2 separate regions of the Astyanax mexicanus genome follow, and region 1 is linked to region 2. The links are chromatin contacts, called in public Hi-C maps. All regions are on one chromosome and are shown on one strand. Each heading gives the region's core, a stretch centred on a gene start, on an enhancer-like site or on the middle of the called end of the contact. The rest is flanking DNA. Distances are from core to core; before and after follow the strand shown.

Region 1 (3,042 bases), core at 445-2,944, 88 kb after region 2:
GTGAAATACATTCAGAGAGACAGACAGGCTCAGTTTAGAGAGAAACACAGACAAATATGTTCAGAGAGGGAATGAGACAGAAAGAGAGAAACAGACATATAAAGAGAAAAGGAGAGTGAGAGACAGGCAGACAGGTAGAGAAAGAGAGACAGAGGCAGAAAGAGAAAAAGAGAAACAGTATGACAGAGAGAAATACAGATTGACCGGCTCTGTTCTAAATATGTAGAGAGGGACAGAGACTGAGAGAAAGGCAGACAGACAGAGACAAAAAGAGAGGGACACAGAGACTTACAGAGAGAAATATAAACATTGAAATATATATAGTAAATGAGACAGGGAAATGGAGATAGAAAGTGAGACAGGCAGCAAGACAGACATAGAGATAGAGACACACAGACACAGAGAGAGACCGACAGACAGTTGGTGATTAAGAGAGACAGATACACAGAGAGAGAAAGTGGACAGTAACAGACAGACAGAGACAGAAAGAGAGGGACACGGAGACTTACAGAGAGAAAGACAGACATATGAATACATAGAAGGAGACAGGCAGGCAGGTAAAGAGAGGGATAGACAGAGACAGATATAGACAGACAGTGAGAGATAGAGACAGAAAGAGAGATATAAAGATACTTACAGAGAGAACTACAGACATAGAAATAGAGATAGTGAATAAGACAGGCAAGTAGAGAGAGAAAGACGGAGAGGAAGACAGACAGTGAGAGACAGACAGAAAGAGAGGGACAGAGAGACTTACAGAGAGAAAGACAGACATAGAAATAGAGAGGGAGAGAGACAGGCGAGAAGGTAGGGAGAGGAATAGAAATGGAGATAGAGAGTGAGACAGGCAGAAAGGCAGACAGAGAGAAGCAGACAGATAGACACACACAGACACACTTATAAAGAGAGAGACACAAAGACAGACAGTAAGTGAGAGAGACAGACAGACAGGCACACTTACAGTCAGACAGAGTGGTTTTGCTGGTGCTAGTAGTAGTGGTGGTGCAACAGTTTGGACAGAGCGTGCGCGCTCGTGCATGTGTGTGTGACAGAGAGAGACAGACAGTGAGTTTAGGCAGGGAGCTCGTGCAGGCTGGAGGCTGGATGGAGGCTCGTCCCCCTCGCTCGAGCCGCCCGCTTACGTCAACACAACATCCCTGCATGTGGCCCGGTACAATCAACCCGGAGCCCCGGAGCTCCAGCAGGTGCTCATATATACAACACACACACACACACACACACACACACACACACACACACACACACACACACACACACACACACACTCTCTCTCTCTCTCTCTCTCTCTCTCTCTCTCGCTTACCTTTCCTCCTCTCCTCCTCTAAACAGAGCGGAGCACGCGGCTCCTTTCATCCCCCCGAGACGCGCGAGCTCCGGCGTGCTTTAAACCAGCGCGTGCTCCACAAACAAACACAGTAACAAACAGTAGCAGAAAAGTATCCAGCAGCACTCTCTCTCTCCCTCTGCACGCGCGCGCGCTCGCGAGTGTGCGTGTTTGTGTGTGCATGTGTTTGTATGTATGCATGTGCATGTTTGTGTTTGTTTCCGCGCCGCGTGCACTCACCTGACTCTCCGCGCGGGCTCTGTCCGCTCTCTGCTAGTGCGCGCTGACCGGCTCTAGATCATAGTGAGGCAGGTCGCGCGCCGCGCTCTCGCGCTCTAACTCCGCTCCGCCGCCGCCTCAGCAAATCAACGCCGCGGTGACGTCAGCGTGCGCGCGCGCGAGCGAGCGAGCGAGCTCCGAGTCCCGGCCAGCCGCGAGACGCTGCGAGAGCGCGACACCTAGAGGGGCTTCTGCGCAACAGAGTCAATCTTTGCTGTCAGTCAAACCTTGCATAGCAAAGAACATTGATTAAACGTTCATACTTTTTTTGCTTGCATTGCATTACATCTTTCGGTGTTGATGATCTGTAAAAAAACAACAACATTAAACAACCTTTATTAAACATCTCTTCTTTTGCAAATGGTGCATTCTGACAAATTGAATAAAACGTTTATCTTTTTAAAATGGTGATTGAAAAACAACATTTAAACAACATTTATTATACATCCCCTCATATGCAAATGGTGCTTTCTGACATATTTGATAAACATTTATTTTTTGGTTGCATTACATGTTTGAATGTTGATGATTGAAAAACAAAATTTAAAACTATCATTAAACATCCCCTCATATGCAAATGGTGCATCATTACACATTGAATAATCGTTTATCTTTTTAAATGTTGATTGAAAAACAGCATTTAAGCAATCTTTATTATATAATAATATAATTAATATATAATATAATTAAGTAAATAGGAGCTTTTATTATTATAATTATTACAGAATGTTTAAAAGGGGTGTCCACTGTATGTCTCCTACTACTAATAATACTACAGCATGTGAGTAATAATTCTAGAGCTGCTACTAATAAAAATAGATGAATGAATAAATAAAAATGTAGTAGTAGTAACATGAATCAGCATAATAATTATCAAATCATAAAGATATGTTCAGATTTTAGATTTTTCCTGGTCAGGGTCACAGCAGGACCAGACTCATTGGTCACAAGAATAATAATCATAATAATATATAACAATAATTAAATAAAAAGTCACCTGTTCATCTTTTTGGGGGGCGGGGGGGGGGGGGGGGGTGGCAAACGTAACCAGTATCTTTGGACAAAGGTCCATACTACTACTACTACTACTACTACTACTACTACTACTACTAATAATAATAATAATAATATACTCTTAATTTAGGAAAAATAAATAAATTACTAAATATCTAACTAAGTAACTAAGTAAATAAATAAATAAATGAATTAGTTTGTGGTGGGTCCTAAATAAAGTTCCATTATAAAAAATAAAGAAATAATAATAATAATAATAATATTAATAATAATATTTTTTTTCCTGAGCTCATGATGAGCTGCAAATCATCTTCAGAGCTTTCTGAGGAGAAATTAAGCTCCACCCACTTATCTGACCACAGTGAGAGGAGTTTAATGTACATGTTGAAGACACCACAGGCTTT
Region 2 (3,049 bases), core at 333-2,832:
AACATTCAAAGTGATCATAATCGTACACACACTGAATTACAATGCAGAGCTCGCACTGTATTACATGTATTATTACTATTCCATTTTATCAGACAAATAAGCACACTTTACTTGCAAAAAAAAAAAGAGAGGTGGTTTAGGTTTAGGGTTCCTATATGAACCACATAAATATATAAAACTTAAAAATTAAAATGTGCAATACTGCAATATTTTGGTCATCGCCATATTTAAATTGACGTAAACATAAAGTTAAGATTAGAATAAATTAGTGGAATTTTATTTATTTATTTATTTATTTTTACTGTGGACCTCTACCTCACTCCACCTCCAGCCTAGTCAAGTCACGTGACCACAATCTGAAGCATGAAGTGCTCCCTATATTGCCGCATACTGGTAATGTGATGTGGTTTGCTGTTATTCACAATGTTATTACAATTCTTCCGGTGTGCTTATCGTAAAAACTCATCACCACATCATTAACCACACATTGTTGATGCAATTTCAGTTGCTGTTATTCACAAATGTTACAGCAGCACTTTTTAGGTTTATCATGAAAATGTATATTGCAAAAAATATGACTAATTGTTACGTTAAACTTAGGTAGCGCTAAGCCTAGGTTACGTTAAGCACAGGTTACGTTAAGCACACATTACTTAATCTACAGGTTGCGTTAAGCACAGGTTACGTTAAGCACAGGTTATGTTAAACCAGGTTACAGTTTGCTGTTATTTTAGCATTTTCATTTTTAAATGTTTTGTTTTATAATAAAAACTCATATCACGATAATGATTAAAGTACGCTACATCATACAGTCCTTGTTTAGGTATTCTCATTCTTTGTCCAGGGGCTTTATTAAAGGCAGATAAGCAGACCTTGTAGTAAGCACAGGTTATGTAAAGCACAGGTTACTTTATCTACAGGTAACGTTAGGTACAGGTTACATTAAGCACATGTTATATTAAGCACGTTACGTTAATCACGTTACGTTAAGCACGCTACATTGAGCATGTTACGTTAAGCATAGGTTACTTTATCTACAGGTAACGTTAGGTACAGGTTACTTTACGCACGTTATATTAAGCAAGTTACGTTAAGCACGTTACGTTAAGCACAGTTTACTTTATCTATAGATAACGTTAGGTACAGGTTACATTAAGCACGTTATATTAAGCATGTTACATTAAGCACATGTTACATTAAGCATGTTACGTTAAGCATGTTACATTAAGCACATGTTACATTAAGCATGTTACGGTAAGCACAGTCTACTTTATCTACAGGTTACATTAAGCACAGGTTTCGTTAAGCACAGGCTATGTTAAGCACAGGTTACTGTCTCTACAGGTTCCGTTAAGCATAGGTTACGTTATCAACAGGTTACATTAAGCCCAGGTTACATTAAGCACAGGTTGCTTTAAGCACAGGTCACGTTAAGCACAGGTCAGGTAAAGTGCAATAAAACTACACCCAGCAGTGTGAGTGGTCTCCTCACTGCTGGCAGTCAGTGGTAAGATCCTAACATTAGTACAGGAGATCCCAGCATTAGCACTCCCCCGTTTGTGACCCAGGTTCAGGACTGGGTGGGCAGCGCTACACGCCGGTCGACCTCAGAGACGTCACGGGAATAAACTCCACTCGGCTTCCTGATGAGGAGCGAAGTTGCCGAACAATTACAAGGCCATTACCCGGACGCCTAATCATCTCTCCTGGACCTTATAATGGAGGAGATTTATGCCCCACATAATTCAAGTGTTGTTTTAAATGAGGGTTTAATGTACATCAACAGGTCAGGGGAAAGTATTATGGGTTTAAACCACCGGAGAGAAGTTAGGGCATGCGGCCAAACAGAAGCTCAGGCCATTTATCCATGCTGCCCGTCATCCCCCGCTAATGCTCTGCAGGGAGGGAGGGGAACGAGAGAAAGAGAGAGAGAGAGAGAGAGAGAGAGAGAGAGAGAGCGGGGGCTTTATCAGCTGCTCTAAAGAATTTACATGAGAGCATGGAGCACCAGGGCATTTTCCGACTTTTTTTCCCTCCCCCCTCCTCTTTATTTAGAGCCCATTCTCTCAGTTCCCCCCTCTGCCCCCCCGTCCCACTTGCAGGCTCTCTCTATTTTGGAATATGTGGCTTGGAAAGCAGTCAAGTTTCATTAATTTCTGGTTTGGGTACAGTATGTTCCTGGACACACATCTGCGAGCGATCATAAACGCTCTGGAATGCTGGCAGAACATCCAGACCTGCCGGCAGCCGATGATGTCATCACTCTGAGGGAAGAGCTGGCCAGCGGCCAGACCGAGGGAGCCCGGCGCTCACTGCCTCCGACACACACAGAGAGAGAGAGAGAGAGAGAGAGAGAGAGAGAGAGAGAGAGAACAGAGATGGAGAGAATGGGAGCAGACAGAAGACAAGTGAGAAATGGGGAGAGAGTGAAAGAGTAAGAAAGTCGCACAGGGAGAAAAAGTAAAGTCAGACGTAGAAATACAGATACAGGCTGAATGAAAGTTCCAGAGTAAGATGAGGCAGAGTAAGGTCAGACATTAAGTCTAAGAGTCAGAGAGAAAGACAAAATTAGATATAAAAACATAATAATGAGTCTGATCGGACCAAAAATGAGAGTCAAAAACAGAGATTGACTCATTCTCTGTTTTTTTTTTGCTCTCTGTCTGACTCTTGTTAGGACATGTGAGAGCCAGACAGAGCATGAGAAGATGAGAGTCAGAGAGAGCTAGAGTCAGAGAATGAGAGTCAGAGAGAGCTAGAGTCAGAGAATGAGAGTCAGAGAGAGCTAGTGTTAGAGAATGAGAGTCAGAGAGGGCTAGAGTCAGATAATGATAGTCTGAAAGGGCTAGAGTACCAGAATGAGAGTCAGAAACAGCTAGTCAGAGAAAGATAGAGCAACAAGTAAGAGAGCACAGTCAGAGAGAGAGAGAGAGAACAGAGATGGAGAGAATGGGAGCAGACAGAAGACAAGTGAGAAATGGGGAGAGAGTGAAAGAGTAAGAAAGTCTCACAGGAAGAAAAAGTAAAGTCAGACGTAGAAATACAGAGA

What was found. Hi-C and Micro-C count contacts between places; a contact is called where the count stands out from the background.
Region 1: a Hi-C map of muscle shows a contact between it and region 2, with 10 times the contacts expected there. The contact joins the promoter of zbtb16a here to the enhancer-like site in region 2. A contact is called at or near these places in 2 of 3 Hi-C or Micro-C datasets (both in muscle).

The regions. Positions count from the first base shown.
Region 1 is chr17:7,512,856-7,515,897 of AstMex3_surface, forward strand. It overlaps zbtb16a (zinc finger and BTB domain containing 16a), which reads right to left and starts at 1,695. Exons shown (of 8, transcript XM_049466533.1): 1 at 1,586-1,695.
Region 2 is chr17:7,424,914-7,427,962 of AstMex3_surface, forward strand. The region is part of intron 4 of zbtb16a (zinc finger and BTB domain containing 16a); the gene reads right to left. Among protein-coding and RNA genes, the nearest start is that of zbtb16a, 88 kb to the right of the region's middle. Within about 2 kb of position 1,583, the one cell type or tissue checked has an H3K27ac peak away from gene starts, as active enhancers do.